Regions from separate parts of the Mus musculus genome. Here all the other regions are linked to region 3. A link is a contact called in public HiChIP or PLAC-seq data. All regions are on one chromosome and are shown on one strand. The core of a region is the stretch at or near the end of the contact, and the rest is flanking DNA. Distances in the headings are between cores, read along the strand shown. Region 1 has its middle 4.4 kb from the start of Gm32673. Region 2 overlaps Gm32673 (a long non-coding RNA gene). Region 3 has its middle 2.3 kb from the start of Gm33144.

Evidence for each region. HiChIP or PLAC-seq counts read pairs in DNA pulled down with a chosen protein or histone mark.
Region 1: a CTCF HiChIP or PLAC-seq map of the NIH/3T3 cell line shows a contact between it and region 3, with 25 read pairs. The contact joins two enhancer-like sites. A contact is called at or near these places in 1 of 15 datasets of contacts at CTCF or cohesin (the NIH/3T3 cell line), 6 of 484 Hi-C or Micro-C datasets (bone marrow-derived macrophages, colorectal tumor organoids, embryonic stem cells and 2 more), 19 of 115 datasets of contacts at active chromatin or transcription factors (CD8 T cells, the HPC-7 cell line, T-cell acute lymphoblastic leukemia and 10 more) and 4 of 9 other capture datasets (adipose tissue, bone marrow-derived macrophages, liver and 1 more).
Region 2: an H3K4me3 HiChIP or PLAC-seq map of bone marrow-derived macrophages shows a contact between it and region 3, with 4 times the contacts expected there. The contact joins two enhancer-like sites. A contact is called at or near these places in 1 of 484 Hi-C or Micro-C datasets (bone marrow-derived macrophages), 6 of 115 datasets of contacts at active chromatin or transcription factors (the HPC-7 cell line, bone marrow-derived macrophages, embryonic stem cells and 2 more) and 2 of 9 other capture datasets (adipose tissue and liver).

What each region holds. Positions count from the first base shown.
Region 1 is chr6:125,424,651-125,428,349 of GRCm38.p6, reverse strand. No RefSeq gene overlaps it. Among named protein-coding and RNA genes, the nearest start is that of Gm32673, 4.4 kb to the left of the region's middle. Within about 2 kb of position 1,754, at least 357 of the 459 cell types and tissues checked have an H3K27ac peak or open chromatin away from gene starts, as enhancers often do. A contact at or near this core is called in the HPC-7 cell line, the NIH/3T3 cell line, bone marrow-derived macrophages and 1 more, where this site is marked.
Region 2 is chr6:125,443,727-125,447,328 of GRCm38.p6, reverse strand. The region is part of intron 4 of Gm32673 (a long non-coding RNA gene); the gene reads right to left. Among named protein-coding and RNA genes, the nearest start is that of Gm32673, 15 kb to the right of the region's middle. Within about 2 kb of position 1,743, at least 52 of the 459 cell types and tissues checked have an H3K27ac peak or open chromatin away from gene starts, as enhancers often do. A contact at or near this core is called in bone marrow-derived macrophages, where this site is marked.
Region 3 is chr6:125,538,294-125,542,427 of GRCm38.p6, reverse strand. No RefSeq gene overlaps it. Among named protein-coding and RNA genes, the nearest start is that of Gm33144, 2.3 kb to the left of the region's middle. Within about 2 kb of position 2,772, at least 13 of the 459 cell types and tissues checked have an H3K27ac peak or open chromatin away from gene starts, as enhancers often do. A contact at or near this core is called in the HPC-7 cell line, the NIH/3T3 cell line, bone marrow-derived macrophages and 1 more, where this site is marked.

The DNA.
Region 1 (3,699 bases), core at 505-3,004, 110 kb after region 3:
CCTCCTCCTCCACCCCTCTTCATCTCCTCCTCCTCCACCCCTCCTCATCTCCTCCTCCTCCACCCCTCCTCATCTCCTCCTCCTCCTCCACCCCTCCTCATCTCCTCCTCCTCCACCCCTCCTCATCTCCTCCTCCTCCACCCCTCCTCATCTCCTCCTCCTCCTCCACCCCTCCTCATCTCCTCCTCCTCCACCCCTCCTCATCTCCTCCTCCTCCACCCCTCCTCATCTCCTCCTCCTCCTCCACCCCTCCTCATCTCCTCCTCCTCCTCCTCCCCTTCCCCTCCCCCCTTCCCCCCCTCCAAACAAAGTCTCATGTATCCTGGGTGGACTTTCAGCTCAGCACATAGCTGAGAAGAGTCCTGAACTCCTGATGTTGTGGGGTATCCACCAGAGAAGACTGCCTGGGCATGGGTTTAAGCCAATAGAATCTTCATTAGCTGGCACATGGCTACACAGGCATTCAGGATCCCATAGTGTAGCCCCAAGTCTCTGTCGGGGTGAGCTTTTAAGCACACACACACACACACACACACACACACACACACACACACACACACTTGTCCTGGGTTGACACACTTCAGTTAGCAAGAACAGTTAGCCAGAAGCAGAACTACAGCCACCCAAAAGCCGGGTGAGCACATTTAGAGACGTTCCCATGACTATGGACTTTGATGGATTAGGTCTTTGTTTACGGTTTTGGCAGGTGATGCTGTCTACGTGCTGAGTGAATGGCTCTTCCAATATGGAGTCAGTTATGCTACAGTCTGGAGCCTGTTACACTGGCCCTCCTGATTCTACCACCCAATTGCTTGGTTTACAGACAGACATCACACCCACTCAAAAGTTACTCTCTGAGCTCAGACTTCCTCAGCTACCATATGGGAACAATAATAGTACGTATGCCCCAGTGTCCTGTGAAAACTGTCTGAGATAATTAATTCCTGTAGAGCCACTGGGACAACAGCTAGTTTACAGGAGGTGCCCTGTAAAGTACATGTGTATACATGCACAGAGATCTATATGATTCATGTATTTTAATTATAACTTTCTATCTAAAAGTATACATATATAATAATATGGACATTACTATATATATACAATGTTAGGTGTTCTGTGCTAGACATTACTTCCAAGTTCCTCTTGAGTGGGAGGCCGATAGCTCCTGGGCATCTGGGAGTTACCTCTTCCCAGGGATGGTGACTCATTGGGAGGCCCTCCCAGAATCAACCAAATCTTCCAATTTACCATCCACACTGGCTGAGCTAGTCTCAAGCCCTGTTCTAAATCTGTAGCTAGAAGCCAAGGGAAAGGGCTAGGGGCATGGGAGCGCGGGGGTGGGGGTGGGGGGGTGGGGGTGGGGGTGGGGTGTCTGTTCTTTCTGACTTTAAGCAGAGGGAGAACACTCTTGGGGATCCAGAGGAACTGGCCAGGCTCCATGGCTCCCCAAGTGGAGAATAGTGGCAAATTTTCCTCCGTGATGTCCCTCCTGCTGCCCAGTCCTAGCACATCCCATGCCAGCCCCGGGGCCCTGAAGCCCTGGAACTTGGGCAGGGAAGCAATCCCTGGCCCTGTGGAGAGAGGGGTCACACGCCCGCGGGAAGCCCACCACTCCAGAGGGCTGGCCATATTGCCCCCAGGCAGCAAGGAAGGCCTGAGCTCCTGCAGAGCTGCAGGTCCATACCAGAGGGTGACTCGGGCGGGAGCCCGCGGGCAGGGCGCGGCCGAGCGGGCAGCAGGACCCAATGGACGCCGGAAGCCTCGGAGGCTGACTCATCCTCCTGCCTCCGACAGTCACCGCAGCTTCCACGGCCACACAGAGCGCCCCAAAGGGGATGCGCCCCCTGGAGGCCACATCAGAAAGCGCAACCTGGGACCCTGGTTCCAAGTTAGATCTCTATTTAGATAAATTTGAGGTTCAAAGGAAGGAGGCAAGCACAAACACTTCCTTATCAGTTGGTTTTCATCTCTTTCGAGCCCTCTGTGGAGGCGTGACACCAAATATGAGCATGTGAGCACCTAGTAGGCTCACAATTCGGGCGCAAGTGGATTGCTGGCCTGGTCCCAACCTAATGCAGCCTAATTGTCACCCCTCAGACTCATTTCTCCTTTTGGTCTTAAGACAGCAGAGAATTCATTGACAAACCAGTGACACCCCCCCCCCCCAGCTGATGAAAATGGACAACGTTTACCCAATACCATTGTGCAGAGAGTTTGCATACGTTATTTAATGCCCTTAATCTCTAAAGGAAGTAGATATTATTACCCTGCCTGTTTTCAGGAACTAAATGAAGATTTAAGCGATGGCACTACCGCTATTTGTAGTTTGTTTCTTGGTTTATGGTGGATTTTTTTATGTTATTGTTGTTGTTATTTTTGAGACAGGGTTTCTCTGTGTGACAGCCCTGCTGAAATGGAACTTGCTTTGTAGACCAGGCTGGCCTTGAACTCACAGAGATCACAGTGCTGGGTAAAGGAGTGAGTCACCATGCCCAGTACACACTCAGTTGTGTAAGCAACACTTTCATTTAATTCCACAATAATGTGGAGTGTAGGGATCATTTCCCACGGACAGGTCAGCTAACAGGAAATGAAGGTTCGTTTCTCAAGGTCTTACAGCTCCAATTCTCAGATATAAATCCCTCATTTCTTTCCAACTCCGTGGTCCCCTCCATTCCATCCCACCTCGGCCCTCCCTTGAGGAATAAAAGTGACTCACTCAACCCCACCTGTAGGCTCCAGCAGCTATGAGTCACTAACCCACCCTTTGGGTAGCAGTGACATCCATAACAAACCTAAGCACCTCCCACTTCCCTAGCCCCACCCCCTCCACCCACCCCACTGGCCCCTAGGAAGCGAGAGGCTGGTGAGTGGTTTCTGGTTTCCCACACACTGTCTTTTCAGTGCCCAGGAGGGTGACTGTCTTGAGATTCAATGACCGGTTTGAGCTCCTGTACACGCAAGGAGCCCAGATGTCCTAAACAACCGTCGTAGGCATAGCGGGGAAACCTATGATCGCACCACCACAGAGTAGCCTGAGGCAGGATTGCAGATGCTAAAGCAGCATAAACTACACAGCAAAGAGCCTGGATTACTGAGCTTGCCTGCAGGAGAAAAGAGCTTCAAACCTGATGCGACCGCCCCATGCCGCATCTCTGGGGCGAGAGAGGACTTCAGGAAGGGGTCTGTTAGCGTTCTGTCTAAGCTCCGCCCCACAGTTACCTGTCAATAGCCAGGTAGGCCTGACCCACTGCTTGCCCCTTTCTCCCTCCTTGTTCCTCTCTTGCTACCTTGTTCTTCCCTTCCCCATCTCTCCATGTGCTCATGGCCAGCCTCTACTCTTCTATTCTCCCTCTCTCTGCCTTTCTCTGCCTCTACTACCCTCTTAACTCCCCTCCCCATACCCTGAATAAACTCTATTCTATACTATACCTTTGTGTGGCTGGTCCCTCGGGGAAGGGGATGCCTCAGCATGGGCCCGCGGAGGAACCTCCTTCCCCCCCCCATACCTCACCACGCCCCCATAGAATATATACCCCCTCTTTTTTGTTTTGTTTTGTTTTTCGAGACAGGGTTTCTCTGTATAGCCCTGGCTGCCCTGGAACTCACTCTGTAGACCAGGCTGGCCTCGAACTCAGAAATCCGCCTGCCTCTGCCTCCCGAGTGCTAGGATTAAAGGCGTGCGCCACCACGCCCGGC
Region 2 (3,602 bases), core at 494-2,993, 94 kb after region 3:
TCAGTCTGTGGGATACAGCCAGGATTTCAGGCCTGTCTGTGTACCCAGTTAGCCCCAGCATCACACTCAACGCCTCTCAGTGATGCAGAGGCATGAGAGCTTGGGAATCTGAACTCCCGGATACAGAGTCTGGCTTTCAATGCCACTAACAAGAAGCAGATAGCTCAATGGTGCAGAAGACCAGAAGACAAGAGGCCATCTATCCCAGCAGAAAAAAAGACTATGACTTCCTAATGGCCATCAGAGACATAAAATGCAACCTCCAGAGAAGTCTCTCCTGCCCCCTGCCCCGTGGCCAGAGCGTCCTCTCCCTGTAGATGAACCACATGGGTAAGTATATCATTAAGTTGTTTGAAGTCAAGCCTGGTGTCTGAAGCCCAAGTAACCAGACATCTATCCTCACAAAACTGAGTCACCTGCCACAAGCTAAACTAGTGAAGGTGACCTCACCTGGCCAGCATTGGGATGGCCAGTTTTCAAGGTGGCCTTAAATGTTATCCACTCCCAGCTGCTGTGGGAGCTGCTCTGGCCTCATATTCCCAAAGGCCTCAAGACTACCATGAAAGAAATCAGAATAGCTTTTTTTTTTTTTTTTTTTTTTTTTTTTTTTTTGGTTTTTCAAGACAGAATTTCTCTGTGTAGCCCTGGCTGTCCTGGAACTCACTTTGTAGACCAGGCTGGCCTTGAACTCAGAAATCTGCCTGCCTCTGCCTCCCGAGTGCTGGGATTAAAGGCATGCGCCACCACGCCTGGCATCAGAATAGCTATTTTTATATATGGATAGTGGGCCATATAAAGAAAATGACAAAAGGAGGTGATGGAATCTTGTGGGACACGGTGATGGTTTGTATATGCTTGGCCCAGGGAGTGGCACTATTTGGAGGGGTTGCCTTGTTTGAGTAGGTGTGTCACTCTGGGTATGTGTGTCACTCTGGGTATGGGCTTTAAGACCCTACCTCTAGCTGCCTGGAAGTCAGTATTCTGCTAGCAGCCTTCAGATGGAGAGGTGGAACTCTCAGCTTAGCCTGCACCATGACTGCCTGGACACTGCCATGCTCCAACCTTGATGATACAGGACTGTACCTCTGAACCTGTAAGCCAGCCCCAGTGAAACGTTGTCCTTAAAGAGTTGCCTTGGGCCAGGCGTGGTGGTACACGCCTTTAATCCCAGCACTCGGGAGGCAGAGACAGGCAGATTTCTGAGTTCAAGGACAGCCTGGTCTACAAAGTGAGTTCCAAGACAGCCAGGGCTACATAGAGAAACCCTGTCTCGAAAAACAAACAAACAAACAAGAGTTGCCTTGGTCACAGCAGTAAGTCCCTAACTAAGACAGCATCCAAGGAAGAAGACATCTGATGCCTGGAATAGAGCAGCTTTCTGCTGCAAGCACCTAAAGGGAGGAAGGAGACTGGCAATGAGAGAGTGGGACATCACTATCCAAGAAAAGGAGGAATGTGCTTGTCATCTGAGAGACCTCTAAGAAAGAAGGAAAAGGAACAGAAGAGATGGACACGGAGCACCAGGAGCCAGAGCTGTGGATCTACCTCAGTGCCACGTGACCACATATGATCAAATACTCTCTTTCAAGTTATGGTCACTGCAGCATCTTGCCAGATCACTGGAAAGTTTCACACCACACACACACACACACACACACACACACACACCATGCATGTGTCTGGGTGAGGTCATGAGGGGGTGGATTTTGAAATAGAGGAAGAAGGTGACTGGGTTGACAAACAGGAATGATGAAAGTGTAAAGACGGTTGCCCAGATAGAAATAGAAATCAAGAACCAGACTGACCGAGAGAATCCAGCCCACTGCCCATTCACATGCTCTCTGAAACCTAGGGGAAGTTCTCAGATTTTCCACGAAGTGGGGCTCAAGGATGAGCCAATCTTACCCAGATGCTGAACGGCGTGAACCCCAGGCTGGTGCCTGCTGGGAGGGTCATTTTGTTCTGTTTTTTAATTGACATGCTTGGGCTGCAGAGATGGCTCAGCAGTTAAGAGCACTGATTGCTCTTCCAGAGACCCTGAGTTCAATTCCCACCAACCACTTGGTGGCTCTCAACTGTCTGTAATGGGATCTGATGCCCACTCCTGGTGTGTCTGAAGACAGCTACAGTGTATTCACATACATAAAATAAATAAATCTTTAAAAAAAATGACATGCTGGTGATCGAACCAAGAACCTTGCACATGCTAGGCAAATGCTCTGCCACTGGATACATTCCTAGGCTTTGGTTAGTTTGCTGTTGTCTGTTTGTTTTGTTGGGTTGTTGTTATTTCTAAGACAGAGTCTCTCTTTTAGCCTTGGCTGGTCTAGAACTCACTATGTAGACCAGACTAGTCTCAAACTTATAAAAATCTGCCTATCTCTGCCTCCCAAGGGCTAAAATTAAAGGTGTGTGCCACATTATTTTAAAGACAGAGTTTCACTGTGTAGCCCTGGCTAGCCTCAAACTCTCCAGCCTCCTGAGTACTGGGTTCGTTTCACATGTCATCTGGGCTGGACAACAACACTCAACTGGTCCAACATCTGATTAGATGCTTTTGTGGTGCTGTTTGGATGAGACTGGCATCCTCTGCAGAAAGCAGGTTGAAGGACTGACTAGAACTGGGACACACTTGAACTGCAGCATGGGCTCCTCCCTGGGTCTCTGTCCTGATAGTCCCCTGCAGTTTGGACCTGTTAAAACTCATAATTACCTCGAAAAAACAAAACAAAACAAAGAAACCCTCATAATTGCAAGATTTGTTTCCTTAAGAATCATTCTCCCTGGCTCGGCAGTTAAGAGGACACGATGCTCTTCCTGGAGACCCAAGTTCAGTTCTCAGTCCCCACACCAGATAACTTAAAACTGCTTCAGTAACTCTAGCTCCAGGGACCCTGGCACCTTCCCCCCCCCCCCCACCACCACCACCACAGCACTCATGAGCACATATCACGCCGAGACATAATTAAAAAGAACTTTGAAAAGCTCTCCCTCTCACCTATGCCCGCACCCATACTTCCTCTTATGTATCCTCTGTAGAACCCTGACGACTACAGCCCCTGTAAGCAGCACTCACTTGCTGTTGTATCTAGAATGCTTCTGGATGACGTCAGCCGTACACCCTACACAAAACCTTGCTAAGTCTGTCTTGTTTCTGACTTCAGTGTGGCTCTCAAGTAGCTTTCTTTGGTGAGACCCCGTGGCTTCACCCACGCCAGGCAAGTTCCCTATCACTGAGTCACATCTCAGCCCTCAAGCAGCGTTGGAGGTGACATGGTGGTCAGGGCTTTCCCAGTAGGAACAACAGGGACACAGCTTCTCTAACCACTCTTCCAATGGCTAGGCATACTGACTCGTGGACACGCCTGTATTTATACTAAGGGGAATATATTCCTGTCATGTTCACATGCTTCGAATGGCAAATTATCAAATTATAAGGCAAGTCTAACCGACAGAAGTGATTAAAACACAGAGGTGCCCTGAGAGATGGCTCACTGCAAAAGTGACAAACAGAGGCCACTGGTGGCCAGGGTAGGAGCCAGGCCCACCACACTTGAAAACCTAGATTTTTCTGCCCACCCAAAGGACTGGAAGACATAGAC
Region 3 (4,134 bases), core at 1,523-4,022:
AGAGTTCAAATCCCAGCAACCACATGGTGGCCCACAACCATCCGTAACAAAATCTGATGCCCTCTTCTGGAGTGTCTGAAGACAGCTACAGTGTACTTACATATAATAAATAAATCTTAAAAAGAAAAAAGAAAAAAAAAGAGATTCAATTAAAGCCACTTTGAGAGTCTATCTTAGCCCAGTCAGAATGGCTGTCAGCAAGAAAGCAAAGGCTGGTGAGGCTGTGGGGACTCGGGAGAGGAAGGCGTGGAGATTTAAGTTCTAAGCCAGCCTGGAATACGTATGTAGGCCTTAGCTAAAGAGGAACAAACAGAAGACCTCCATATATTTTGACATTGTAAAAATGACTAAATAGCTTATAGCTCAAAAACTATCCATGAGAGAATTTTTCTGATACTGAAAACCAGATACTGTGAGGATGGAGATACTGCACATTAAACAATGTACAGGGTATGTGGGAGTGCCATAGAGGGCGCCCACTGCTGAGATTAGTTATTACTAAATCTCTGAGATCTTACTAAATCTCTCCCCCTCCCCCTCCCCCTTCCCCTTTCCCTTCCCCTCCCCCTCCCTCTTCCCCTCTCTCTCTCACCTTCCCCTCTTCCTCTCTTTCTCCCTCTCCTCTCCCCCTCCTCTCCCTCTCCCTCCCTCCATCTCTCTATCTCTCCTTCCCACTCCAACTGCCCCTCCCCCTCTCCCTCCCTCCCCTCCCTTCCCCCTCCCCCTTCTCCTCCCTCCTCTCTTTGCAGCTATCACTTGCCAATAGCTCCTCAGCTAGGAATGGGCTTCATACCCACCTCCCTCCTCCAAGCTGGGGTTTTGCCCGACCTAAGCACGCCCAGGACTTGTGCATGCTGTCACAACCACTGTGAATTCATACATGCAACTGCCTGCCATGCTATCAATTAAAAACAGTTTCCTCGCGGTCACCCACAACCTCTGGCTCTTCTCATCCCCTCTTTCATGATAATCCCTGACCCTTGGAGGAAAGGCCTGATATAGATATCTCCTTTATGGCTAAGCACGCCACAGTCTCTTAGCCTCTTCGTGATACCCAGTCATAGACCTCTGTGTTAATCACCATCTACTGCAAGAAGTTTCTCTGATGAGGGTTGAGATATGCATTAATCTCTGGGTAGAGCTATAAGTTATTAGGAGTTGTTTCAATACTATGTCCACTCAGAGGAATGATAGTAGCAGGTCCTCCCCTGGGCCTGTGACCTGTCATTATAGGTCCCATCTCCTAGAATGGCCTTAAACCCAATCATAAAGTATTTAGTTATGCCCGTAATGTTAATGCCACGATTGCACTGGAGAGCTTGGCTTTCCAGGACAGTCGTTACTGTAGCGCTCAGGGTCACAGCTGGGTGAGTCACCATTATTTCTCTCCTCTGGTAGTGAGCTCAGTTCTTCAAGCAGAAAGTGTGTTAAAAATAGCACTGTGGCCTGGGAGTGGTAGAGTGGTTAGCATAAGTGAGGTTTTGTGTTCCATTACTAGCATCATAGACAGACAGACAGACAGACGGGTTGGTTTTTGTTTTGTTTCGTGTTTGGTTAGGGGGAGCATATTTTTTGTTTTGTTTCTGGTTTTGTTTTGGTTTTGGTTTTTTGAGACAAGGTTTCTCTGTGTAGCCTTGGTTGTCCTGGAACTCGCTCTGTACACCAGGCTGGCACAAACGTTATGTGAGTAACCAACCACTCTCTGCTTAGATTCAAAGCCCGTTTGTTCCACACTCGTGCTTCTCCCTCTTAACCAGGCCCAAGTACACGGCCGGCTAAGTCCTGGACCCCAGTGAGGAACCTAATACTAATTAATCTGCTAAATGACACAGAATAAACTGACCTCTAAGTTCTTTATATAATATCCACAGATTACTGCATCTCTCAACCTTCATTAGAGAAGCCTTAAAATATGCCTGTGAGAACCTGTGTGCGCGTGTTCTCAGAAGCCAGAAGATGGTGTTGGATCCCTTGGAGCTGCGATGGCAGATGACTGTGAGTCACCTGACATGTATGCCGGAACCGAACGTGGGACCTCTCGAAGAGCAGCAAGTGCTCAACTGCTGAGTCATCTCTCCAGCCGAGAGAGGCTTCTCCCTGCTGTTACTGTTAGAGACCCGTAACTGCTCAACATGCAGACAGTAAGCTACGATGGAGGACCTCCCTGCCCCTGTGTGGTCACCAGGAGCAGAGGACCTGCCATATCCTTCTCAGTCTTGGGAGTGGCTGCTGGGACAGTGGGTCCCAGCCCACCTGGCTTGTTTCACCTGGCCTCTGAGACTCCAATTTTCTAAGGACCAAACCCAACAAAACACAAAGAATGGAACAGAAACAAACAAACAAAATTCATTAAAAGAAAGGAAGGAAGAAAGAAAGAAAGAAAGAAAGAAAGAAAGAAAGAAAGAAAGGGGAAGGAAGGAAGAAAATTTTACAAAAAAATATTTTGTAACGTTATAAAAAGTAAAAATTTCCAGAGAATTACTATTTACTTAAAAAAAAAAAAGAAAGAAAGAAAGAAAAGGATGGTGGAGGGCTCAGCCCCGAACCAGATGTCCAGATCATATCCCTTCCCCACAAAGCCCAGAGCAGGCAGAAATACCAGAAGAGCCAAGGCAGCGGACATGTATAGTGAAACAGTTGGACAGATATGGCAAAGCCATTGCATACGAACTCACAGTGGATCTGACTATGCACAAGATCAGTCAAGCCAGGCAAAACCCCAGCATAGATGGAGACGGGCTCATAAAGCCCCACCCAAGTCTGAGGAGCTATTGGTACTCATGGCTGCTGAGTACACACGAGTTCATTTCCTGTAGGGAGGTAGCCCCCGGGAGGCCGGCTGTCCACGCTATAGTAATTGGCCCTGTGCCTGTGCACAGACAGGCAGCCCTCAGCAGATTCAGTGGGTTTAAGAACTGAGGACTTGAAATTGGAAGAAATAGGGGAGGGATTGAAGAGGAGGGGCTGAGTTTACTCGTGTCAGAAACATATGTATGTATGTATGTATGTACGTATGTATGTTTGTATGTATGAAATTCTCAAATGATAAAACAACACAATAAAACCCCCTGAATGATTCACCACACATGGCTCGCTATACATTAGGAGTTTTATATTAGAAAGAAATGGATATTATGGAAAATCCTAACAAGATGGACATCTAGATACGTGCTTACAAGAACTAGAGCATCGTAGGCATAGCTGCGTCTGCTCTTAAGCTCCTCCCCTTCCATGTGGCTGCCTTCTCCAGTGACATGGCCTCTATCCTGAACTTGACATCTATTATTTCTTGGCTTTAAAAATGTAGCTTCTGAGCCTGGCAGTGGTGGCAGTGGTGGCAGTGGTGGCGCACGCCTTTAATCCCAGCACTCGGGAGGCAGAGGCAGGCGGATTTCTGAGTTCGAGGTCTACAGAGTGAGTTCCTGGATAGCCAGGGCTATACAGAAAAACCCTGTCTCGAAAAACCAAAAAAAAAAAAAGTAGCTTTATTACCTGTGTTTACGTCCACAACTTTATTATTTTCTTCACTTGTTTTTGAGCATTGTGGACACAGAGCCCCACTTTGTGCATTTATTTTGCTATAAACAAAGCTGTTGTGTGTACCAGGTGCCAGTCTCCAGTGCCAGTGTTTGTCCCAGGGAGGCATGAAACGCACAAGGTTAGGGCATGTAGACAGCTTCACAGGTTCCAACTGGGCTCAAAGTTACTGCAACAGTTTATAGGTCCCGGGGCAGATCATGTGACCATCCCAGGGCAGATCGTGTGACCATCCCAGGGCAGATCATGTGACCATCCCAGGGCAGATCACGTGGTCATATTGATGTATCTCCTCATGAACACTCAATGGTAGCAGACAAACAGCACCGAGCTCCCTGATGCAATGGACCTACTGTGGCCCCCCTTCATTTCCTCAGCACCCCAGAGGCTCTGCCTCTTTCCAGGTGCTTTTATGGATAAATGAATGTTGATCCCGTTTGGTTTTCTTTTCTCTGAAAAAAAATGTTTTTTATCTTTGCTATCTTCTATAAACCCATTTCTAGTTGGGTTATCTTCTTAATGGTTTGTGGGAGTTGTTTATATAATATGGATGTCAGGTCTCTATAGGTTAAGTATTTAACAAATATCTTCCCCTTG